Linked DNA regions of Sus scrofa: region 2 is linked to region 1. A link is a contact called in public HiChIP or PLAC-seq data. All regions are on one chromosome and are shown on one strand. The core of a region is the stretch at or near the end of the contact, and the rest is flanking DNA. Distances in the headings are between cores, read along the strand shown.

The links. HiChIP or PLAC-seq counts read pairs in DNA pulled down with a chosen protein or histone mark.
Region 2: an H3K27ac HiChIP or PLAC-seq map of alveolar macrophages shows a contact between it and region 1. The contact joins two enhancer-like sites. A contact is called at or near these places in 1 of 47 Hi-C or Micro-C datasets (embryonic fibroblasts) and 1 of 2 datasets of contacts at active chromatin or transcription factors (alveolar macrophages).

The regions. Positions count from the first base shown.
Region 1 is chr1:184,036,442-184,041,815 of Sscrofa11.1, reverse strand. All of the region lies in intron 2 of SAMD4A (protein Smaug homolog 1), which reads right to left. Among named protein-coding and RNA genes, the nearest start is that of SAMD4A, 120 kb to the right of the region's middle. Within about 2 kb of position 1,620, at least 3 of the 83 cell types and tissues checked have an H3K27ac peak or open chromatin away from gene starts, as enhancers often do. A contact at or near this core is called in alveolar macrophages, where this site is marked.
Region 2 is chr1:184,447,799-184,453,118 of Sscrofa11.1, reverse strand. No RefSeq gene overlaps it. Among named protein-coding and RNA genes, the nearest start is that of LGALS3, 36 kb to the left of the region's middle. Within about 2 kb of position 1,623, at least 53 of the 83 cell types and tissues checked have an H3K27ac peak or open chromatin away from gene starts, as enhancers often do. A contact at or near this core is called in alveolar macrophages, where this site is marked.

The DNA of each region.
Region 1 (5,374 bases), core at 371-2,870:
TTGCTCATGCGAGAAATGGCTAGAAATTAAATGCACACATACAAGAAGTACTGGTTAAATAAGTGCGCTAACAGGCAGAAATACCAGTGGGTCTTATATGGTCAAATGCTCCCTGGAAGAATCTGCATTACAAACTCAATCCTAGATACATCATGTAACGAGGCTTCCAAATGCAGTGCATCTCTGAACAAGTCAGGGATGGGTAGACAACGGTAATACCACACACCATGCATTTGGTAGGGATGTGAGCTTACTGGGCACCTAAAAAGTCAGGGGGAAAAATGGCAAGTACAAACAGGGCAAACAAAGAGATTCTTGTGTTGGCACCTGCATTTGGTACTGTCTCCCAAAGGACCCTTTTAAGCTAGAGGTGACTAAGGAAGCATCCTCATAATTTGGTGGAGCCCTGTATGATAAGACCAGTTGTGATGGGGGACCCAGGTAATATGGAGTTACCACAGCTGCAAGTGGTGCTTTGAGCAGATACAAAGGATTGAGAAGATAGAAACCTTCTCCTTATAGTCAAGGAGGGTGATTGCTGGATTCCAAGATGGTCCCCACAGATCCTTGCCTCTTAGTCTTCGTGCCCTTGAGCACGCTCCCCCAATTCTGAATCTGAACAGATGTATGTGACCAATAGAGTGTGGCAGAGGTGTTCTGAGGCTAGGTCATAAAAGGCACTGCAGCTTCCACTGCCCTCTTGGTTCACTCCCTCTGGTGGAGGCTAGCCACCCCCATTACAAAGACACTAGAGCAGCCCTGGGAGAACCCTGTATGGGGAGGAACCCAGGCCTCCTGCTAACAACCAGCCCCAACTGGCAGCCACGTGAGTGAGCCTCCTTGGGAGTGGGTTTTCCAGCTCTAGTCAACATCTTGATGGCAACCTTGCAAGAGACCTTAAGTGAGAACTACTAGGCCAAATTCCTGACCCTACTAGGCCAAATTCCTGACTACTAGGCCAAATTCCTGACCCTTAGTGAGAACTACTAGGCCAAATTCCTGACCCTTAGAACACTGTGAGATAAATGTTATTATGTGAAGCCACTATGTTTTGGGGGCAATTTATCACTTAGCAATAGCTAACTGGTACAAGGAGCTTCATGTTACTTAATAAAAAGAATCACTCAGAAATGCTACTGCCCTTTGAATTCACTAGAAAAGGCAGGAATCTATGTAGTGACCCCAGAGCCAATTATAACCACTAGAGATGTCTTTGAGAGTGTGATGGTGGTTAGGTGCTGGTCACTCATAGGCACCTGACTGCCCTCATAGGGCAAGAACCAGATCCATCTGGCCCCAAAAGACACCTACAATGACCTCTTCCCACTCCCAAGTGATCTTGTCATCTCCTCAATGGGGATTTTCCATTTTAGTCACTCTTTTCCTGGACACTCCAAAAGGGCTCCTGAAGGTCCCAGCCAGCAGTGAATTGGTCATTCCTGAGCTCTCAGCCCAGAACTCAAATTAGGGTTGGGATTCACCTTCAGGCTTCTGACCTCCTCCTAGCTATGACTAACTCTCATAGGTCCAAGGCTGCCTGCCCTTCCTCTGAGAGGACATGGAACAGGCCAGCTCCCCTAATCACTTGCCCCAGTTCTGACCTCTGGCCTGATGTGTATGCAGACAACTCCCACATTTGTATCCCCAGTAACGGTTAACATGTCCAAAACAGAAGCCCTGCTCTCACTCTCACTAGATCTGCAACTTTGGCCTTCCTTTCTGTTCAGCAAATGGCTCTCCCATCTTCCCAGGAGTTCAGGTGGAAACCATGGAATATCTTTGACTGCTCTCTTACATCCCACATTTAGTCTGTCAGCAAATCCTCTGTGCTGGATCTTTAAAATATATCCAAAATATGACTATCTCTCATCATACTTCTGCATTCCACGCCCCCACACCCCACAAACAGACTGTTCTCAACAGAACAAGCAGGATGATTTTTTTTTTCTTTTTATGGCATATGGAAGTTCCCAGGCTAGGGGTCGAATCGGAGCTGCAGGTGCCAGCCACAGCCACAGCCATAGCCGCATGGGATCAGAGCCGCGTTTGAGACCTACATCACAGCTCACGGCAATGCTGGATCCTTTAACCCAATGAACAAGGCCAGGGATCTAACCCACATCCTCACAGAGACTATGCTGGGTCCTTAACCCACTGAGCCACAAGGGGAACTCCAGAATGATTTTTTTTATATCAGTAGATAAGTCATGTCACTTCACTGATCAAACATTCCAATGGTTCCCCACCTCACTCTGAGTGAAAACCACGGAAGGGCCCACCAGGCCCTCTGAGATCTAGCCCCACCCTCTGCCTCTCATCCATGTCAGTCCATCCTGGCTCCCTCGCTGTTCCCTTACACACTGGACATGGGCCCACCTGCCAACTTTGCACCTGCTATCTCCTCTGTGTGGGATGCTCCCCCCGCCCCAGACTCATGTTCAGCTCGGTTCTATCTTTACTCTGATGTTACCTTCTTAGTGAGACCTTCTCTGTCCACATTTTTAAGCTGCCCACATCACCCTTCGCTCCCTTATCCAACCCCCGTCCCCATCCTGCTTTATCTTTCTCCATAGCACTTATCGTGTGACCCGTTGTGTATGACTCTTGATTTCCATCTTTCTCTAACAGGACATAAGCGTCCTGAGGGTAGTGCGTTGTCTCCACTTTCCTTGCATTATCATTTCCTTGTTAATCATTTTTTAGTGGCTATATAAAATTGTCCCTAGATAGTGGTTTATCGGACTTCAAGATTTCTTACTCAAAATCATAGGAACTTTCTAGAAATTTCTCTTAAATAAAGACTGATGGATTAGGTGACCCACAAGCAACAGGAGGTACCAACTGTCACCCCTAAACTGGTCAGTCACCTCTTTGCTGTTTGCCTCTGCAGAATTCTGATTACTTTTAGCTTTAATGTCAAATAAAAACAAGGACATGTAAAAGAGGAAAATAAAATGATTAGCTCAATTTTCAAAATCCTCCCTCTTCTCAATATTCTGTTTAGGATGGCACTCTTTCCCATGTGCTAGAAAACAAAAGCATAATGGGTGCTTTTCTCGATTGTAACTGACACCAATTAAAGTAATCTTCATGATAAAGATTTGTTAGGCTGAGACAGCAGAATTAAATGCATTTAATACAACTCTTTTGCAAACATCTGTTGAAGTAAGAGGCAAAACCAATGCCAATAGGGTTGTGTTAGGACTGTTCTATGTCCAAATTTTTTTGGCCATAGTGATTATGTTCTAATAAAACCTCCCAGGAATGGGTCTCCTAAGAGGCATATAAATTAGAGATGAAGAAAATGTTACCTTACTCTTGACAAATGCAAGACAAATCCTTGCAAACCACACTTGGCTAGTTTTTTATACTCAAAACCCCTCCGAGGAGAGGTTATAAATGTTCCAAAAGCAGGAAGTTTTCCCACTCACTAATCTTCGGTGCCACTTCTCGCACTCCCAGACCACCACGGACAAACCCCACATACCACAAAATGGCTCTCCAATCATATTTCAAAATAATGAATTAGCAGTCTTCACGCTGACACTGCAGAGGAAAGAAACACACTGCACTTACATCCAGGCCTTGCTCTGTGAGCAGCACTGGAAACGAGAGCCTGAAAAGAAGCCCACCGCGGTCCAAAGAACTCCAGGACTGGAGGTCCCTTTGTGGTACAGTGGAAACGAATCCGACTAGGAACCATGAGGTTGCGGATTGGATCCCTGGCCTCGCTCAGTGGGTTAAGGGTCTGGCATTGCCGTGAGCTGTGGTGTAGCTTGCAGATGTGGCTTGGATCTGGCGTTGATGTGGCTGTGGTGTAGGCTGCCAGCAACAGCTCCAATTGGACCCCTAGCATGAGAACCTCCATACGCCACAAGTGCAGCCCTCAAAAGACAAAAGACCCAAAAAAAAAAAAACTCCAGGACCAAAATCCTTGGCAAGGTCCAGACAGAGTGAACCAAGGAGGGTGCTGGGAGGGATAGAAATGGGCCAGATCACAAAGGAATGGTCTGTGCTTGATCCAACAGACCCACCTGAACAACAGCCACTTCATACAACAGGGTTATAAACCTCACAAGTCTGGGAAGGGCCACAGTAAACAAGTTTCACCTCCAACAACATGGAGCCTCACTATGTCTTGCAATGAGTCTGGACTATTAAGTCACTGGGGCCCACACTTTCTAAAATAATGAGGAAGTTGCTCAACAACTTGTAGACCAAGTTTTCCATCCTGAGAGATGGGGATCTGAAATGTGAGTGAGAGCCCTGTGATGCCTCTAAATATTGTCATCAACGAACAGCACACCCATATTCCCAAAATATCCAGGTTGGAAAAGCTGATTGTAAAAGGTATCACTCGCTTAGGTAGGAAACCTGAAATATTTGTCTAAGGTATTCGACGGAGGAGAGGACGGACAATTTTGTTAAGGCAGCGTATTCAAATCCATGGTCATAAATGAACTGCTACGACAACTGAAAAGAAGGACCTAGTTAAGGGCACAAAGTGGAGTTGGGTGACCAACCCAAGAACAGAGCCAAACCCACCTCCTGGTCCTCGTCACCCACAGCCCTGCAGAGGGAGTTAGAGGCACACCTCCCTTCCTGGATCTCTTGAGCTACTCGCCACCTCCAAGAGTTCATGCAGAGGTAAGCAGAAAAGGGCAGCTTATTTTCACCTCTTCCTTGTGCACCAAACTCGGTTTCAGGTTAGTAGGTCTGTTGAGGCATCAGACAGAACAAGACTTTTCAGATTGTTTTGAGAAGGGGAGCTCCTTTTTAATGTCTGAAGTCCCCTGGGGCAGTGGGGTCAGAGGAGAAAAGGTAGGAAAAAAGCCATGGTCAAAGGATGAAATTCTCTCATCAGGAACGAGAATGGCCAAGGCCATTTCTCTCCTTCTGGGCATTCCACTGTGAAATTAAACACACAGGCCTGTGGCTGAGCCAGAATCAGGAGCACTGACCGGCTGGGGACACTATGTTAGGAGAATTTGTGAGAATGTTGCAGGAGGAGACAGGAGCTCAGAGACCAGAGTTACAATGTCTGTGGACAATGGCCTCTTGCTCATCCTTCTCAGACACACTGTCTAGAATTCTAAACCAAAGGAAGCCGTGAAAACTGTGAGAAGACTTAGGCCACACTAGTCCAGAGCAGGAAGTGACAGCAGTGGCCTGTTTCTTTTTAATCTGGTTTTACACCACCACCTTGGGAGGTGGATGGATTTGTTAATCTGTCAGATATTTATCTTTGGTTCCTATCCATGTATATGGCCAGGGGCTAGGATCCTTCTTTTTCAGTGGGGTTGTACAGGGTCTGAGATGAGACAGCCATGGGAAAAGTTCTGTACTCCATAGACATGTCTGCAATACAAAGAAT
Region 2 (5,320 bases), core at 374-2,873, 410 kb before region 1:
GTATGTACCAACCTGGGTTCAAATCCTAACTCTTTTGGTTACCTAAGGTCCTGCAGCTTGTACCTTGTCAGAAACACATTCCCAGTTTCCTCATCTGTAAAATGGGTATAATGCTATCTGCCTCATAGTTGGTGGGGGATTAAGTAAGAATGTAACTCAAGTGTCCAGCACACTTAACTTCCCTCGAACAAATGTTGGTTTTCATCCCTTCTGTATTTCATAATGCAGTAAAGTTGTCTGGGTTTAGAGGGTGTCTGATTACCTTCAGTAAGACATGCCTTTTGACTGGTTTTTCCAGGGGCAAAGATGGACTTGCAACCATACCTGGCACCTGCTTGCTGCCAGTGAGACATTTGTGGGACTATACACAGGCCCTGGACAGAAGTGTTCAGCACAAGTGGAGGTGCTTTCTTCACACAGAAAATGACCACCCTTTCCAGGCCTGGCTCTACCGGGATGGGAGAAGAACAGAAATTTGTGAAAGGAGGGGAGGAGTCTTCTTGTCTTCCTGGGCTTTCCCTTCCTTTTCTTTTGTCTCTCCTTAGCCCAGCTTGGGAAGTGGGAGAAAACTAACCAAAGGTGAGAAGGCATCTCCTCATACTTTGCTTTTTTTTAATAATTTTTATTATAGTTGATTTACAATGTTCTGTCAATTTACATGTATATGTATTCGTTCTTTTTTTTTTTTTTTTTCACTGAAAGAAATGGTTTTAAATTACAAAGAAAACAAGTTAGGTCTGCCTCGATTTGTCTAGTGAACCTTCAGGTCCCAGCAAACCTGCTCAGATATACTGGATTTTCATCTTACGGTTTCAGAGGTTTGAACCAATTATGCCCTGAAAACAGATCTCAGGTACCAATCACTCTTCTCTGCCTGATCCTTGGGGTGTGAAGGGCTTCCTTCTGCTTTGGTAAACTCTGTCCGGCTAGGCGTTCAAGACCAAGAGTAGTTAAAGCTGAGTTCCCCTTGTGGCTCAGCCGAAACGAATCCTACTAGTATCCATGAGGATGCAGGTTCAATCTCTGGCCTTACGCAGTGAGTTAAGGGTCTGGTGTTGTTGTGGGCTGTGGCATAGGTTGCAGACTTGGCTTGGATCTGGAGTTGCTGTGGCTGTGGTGTAGGCTGGCAGCTGTGGCTCTGATTCAGCCCCTAGCCTGGGAACATCCATATACCGTGGGTGTGGCCCTGAAAAGCAAAAAAAAAAAAAAAAAAAAAAAAAGCAGGTAAACTGGAGAGCAGAGGCTGGTAAGGGATTTATCAGGACTCTCCTCAAACTTCAGCCTTCTTTATAAGTAGAATTTCATGCCCTCCCTCTGCTGGAGCCTCCAAACTCCACAAGGTATTTGTCTTTCCAGAGGCCTCTTCTTTTGCCATCTCAGGTCAATCATGGGCTAATCTAATGCGTGCAGTTCTGACCGGCTCTGCTCAGTTTTTATTTCACTCTCACAGACCTGGTGCATGCTTTTGAGAGCTGGCCTTGAAAAAGTTTTATAGACTCCATAGTCTGTATTTTCTCTGCCAGGACTCTGCTTGTTATGTTGCAAGAATGTGACCCAACAGCCTCCACACCCTAATGACTCAGCCTGACTCTAATGAGCTGTGTAAGGAGAACGTGATAACCAGTACGCTATGGAAACCTAATTCTGTTCCCAGCCTCCCAGGGGCAGCGCCCCCTCTAATGTAGGCCAGGTGCTGCCCAGGCCGCCAGAGCCAGGATGGGAGTCAGAAACAGTCCCCACGGCGGGCAGAGGGAAAGGGAAGGTGAATTCTGTTTTGTTCCATTCCCCAGCACAGCGGTTATGCTTGGCCCTTCCCAAGCACAGCCTGAGAGGCGTAAGTCAGGGGTTAGGAAGAACTTACATAGTGAGATCGACTTTGAGGGAGCTGGCAGAGTGGTTGCCTCTTACTCTGAGGAAAGGCAGTCGACATCCACCTCGGGGGTGTGTGAAGAAGCCTGACTTTTGGCTTATTGGTCTTTGATTTGTGGGGCATTCAATTTTCTGGGGGAAAAAAGAAAATCTGTTAAGTTTCTGGAGGAACCCTAGGAAATCATGTAATTAGCAATTCAGAGATTCTCAGAATCTCTGGCCAAAAAAAGAGATGACAGAGAAAGAGAAATCACTGTGCTTCAGAGCTGTGGCAGAAGACCAAGTGTGGGACAATGGCCACAGAAGAGATGTTACTGAATTATGTTTAAACGTATGCTTCTCTTTGGCAAGGAAATGCTTAGGGAAAACTTATGCCTTGATTACTACTCTTACTAAATGGGGAAACCTTAACTGATTTTACCTTAAGCTTTTTTACCAGATTTTAAAATTTTGGGCCTCCTTGCGAAAAATGTAACCACATTTCTCTTGGTGGGCTGTGACAAAAATCAGAAAACTTAAACAATAGTTTTATGAAAAGAAATGAACAGAAACAAACTCATGGACTTGGAGAACAGACTTGTGCTCGCCAAGGGGAAGGGGAAGGAAGCAGGATGACCTGGAGTTAGCAGTTAGTAGGTGCAAACTACTGCATTTGGAGTAGATAAGCAATGAGATTCTGCTGTATAGCACAGGGAGCTATATCCAGTCACTTGTGATAGAACATGATGGAAGATAATATGAGAAAAAGAGTATATATATGAAATTGGGTCACTTTGCTGTACAGTAGAAATTGACAGAACATTGTCAATCAACTACAATAAAAAATTTTTAAAAAAGGAAATGAAATAAGAGCACAGTTCACACATTTACCAGTGATTCTGTTTGCTCTGTGTTATCTATGAATCATCTGACACGAAACAGCTGTAAGGCCTCTCTGCTACAAGGACAAAACGGCCTATGCCAGGAACTGCACCCCAGTTTGTGGAATAGTCACTAACAGAATTTATTCAATACCAGTTCCAGCCAACTAAGCCTACCCCACAGGGTGGCTACCCTCCCCTTCTGCAAGCCCTGGAACACCATACTTTGGGCTGGCTCTGCCCCAGCAGTAAACAAAGGCCTCTTAACTGCTAGTCAGACTGTTGCCTGGCTCCTGACCACACCCAGAAGTTTGTTTGCGTGCCTTTGTTTTGGGGTTGAACTTTTTATTTTGGTAATATTTCAGTTTTATAGAAAAATTATCAGAACAGTCCAAGGAACTCCTACAATCTGATCCATTTGTTTGCATTTTTGCCTTATTTGTGCTCTCTCTTTCTCTCTCTCTCACACCTCCATCTTCCTTCCCTCCCATTTAAGAGTAATTTGGAGGTATGGTGCCCCCTTTCCTCCAGAATAGTCCAGTGGGCATTTTCTGGGAAGACATTCACTTACTAGTAATTCAGGTAACACAATCAGGAAATTAAGCATTAACATTACTACCATCTAGTTCATCAATTGTTGCCCAAAATGTCCTTACTTTTTTTTTCCCCCCGAGTCCAGGATCAAAGCCAAGATCATGCACTGCATATATGTCATATCTATTTATTTTCCTTTATTCTGGAATGTTTCTGTAGGTTCTCTTTGTGTTTCTTGAGCCTAACATTTTAAAAGACTACAGGCCAGTTATTTTGTAGAATGTCTTTCAGTTTGGGTTTGTTTCATGTTTCCTCATGGTTAGACTCAGTTTATGCATTTAGGACAGGAATATCAGAGAAATGGTATATTCTTCTCCAAGGATTCTAATCTGATCATGATATTGGATATTGGTTTATACCAATATAGTGACGTTAGGTTTGATCACTTGATTGATTTCAGGGTGCATTAAATTTACTGTTTTTTCCTTTATAATAAGTAATTGGGGAGCATACTTTGCAACTCTGCAATTATCCTACATTTAATCACACTTTTACCTTTAGCATCCATTGATGACTTTCTGCCTCTGCCTTTTTGGCATTCTCCTATAATGGAGCAGTTTCCTTTTACCTCTATTTATTTATTCATTTATTTGTATCACTATAGATTCACATTTTATTCAGAGGAGTACAATACATGATAGATATTATTTATTTTGATGTTTAAATTGTCCCAGGTGGAGCCAGGGGAAGCCCCTGTCAGGTTGGCTTCTGAGTCCTTTCAACATATTCCCATGATTCTTTGGGCATTTCCTTACATTTTGGCTCAAAAAGATGTTCCAGGCTCATCTTCAACTTTTCATGCCCCCAACCCTGGAATAACTCATTTTGAAGGATCCCTTGTTCCTTTAGTGGTGATTTAGAACCAATTAGTATTTAGAATACCATTATCATGGTATTTAGAAACCAAAATCTGGAGTTCCCACTGTAGCACAGTGGGTTGAGAATCTGACTGCAGTGGCTCGAATTGCTGTGGAGGCGTGGGTTCAATCCCCAGCCCTGCACAGTGGGCTAAAGGGTCCAGCAATGGCACAACTGTGGCGAAGTTCACAGCTATGGCTCAGATTCAGTCCCTGGCCTGGGAACTTCCATGTACCATGGGTGTGGCCATAAAATTAAAAAGAGAGGGAGGGAGGGAGAAACCAAGGTCTGAGTGCTAAATATGCTCATTCCTACTGGTGTTTCATTGTTACTAGACCCTTTCAGCAAATACGATTAGATAATATTACATATATATATATATATATACAGAAATAAATTCAAAGACATATATATTAGAAATATATCAGAGACATACATATAGCTGTATTAGACTTAGATGTATAGTTAAACTGATTACTTTAATTCCAAAGCAAAAAACACCTTTTCTGTATCTGTTTTTTTCCCCAAGGATTAGAAATGTAGCTCCTGTTTACCTCATGCCCAAGAATACACAGATTGTAATTTCAGAATTGCTGATTCATAGCATGGCCAAAAGTAAACCTAACGAGGGTTTGATTTCTTTACATTTTTTAAGTAAAATTTACATACATCGAAATGAGTAAATCCCAAGTGTACAATTAAGTGACTTTTCACAAGTGAATGTACTCGTGTAACCCACACTTTTTTCAAGATATGAGATGTTCACCTTTGCATCTTCTCAGAAAGTGTTTCTTCCCAGTCAGTCCTCCCACCACCTGGTGCAACCCCTGTGACAATATTTTGCTTACTCTGCAGACACCAATAGCTGCCCTGGCTTTGAACCCCCATCTTCATGTTGTGGTCTATGCTGGGCTCCACCTGAGGTTCATGCCACCTCAGTGTCTGGATTTGGATTTTGTTGTGTCTGCTCATCCTTGGCAATCCCAGATTTGATTTCCACTTCTGCCTCCAGTCTTTCCCAATCTCTGGTGCCAATGAGTCTGCCCCTCCTACAGGCTAGCTGTCGATTTGGTTCCTGTGCTAGTCTACAGTCCTCGTTCCTCCTAGACTTTTGATCTGGCTCCAAAGGATGTCTTGCC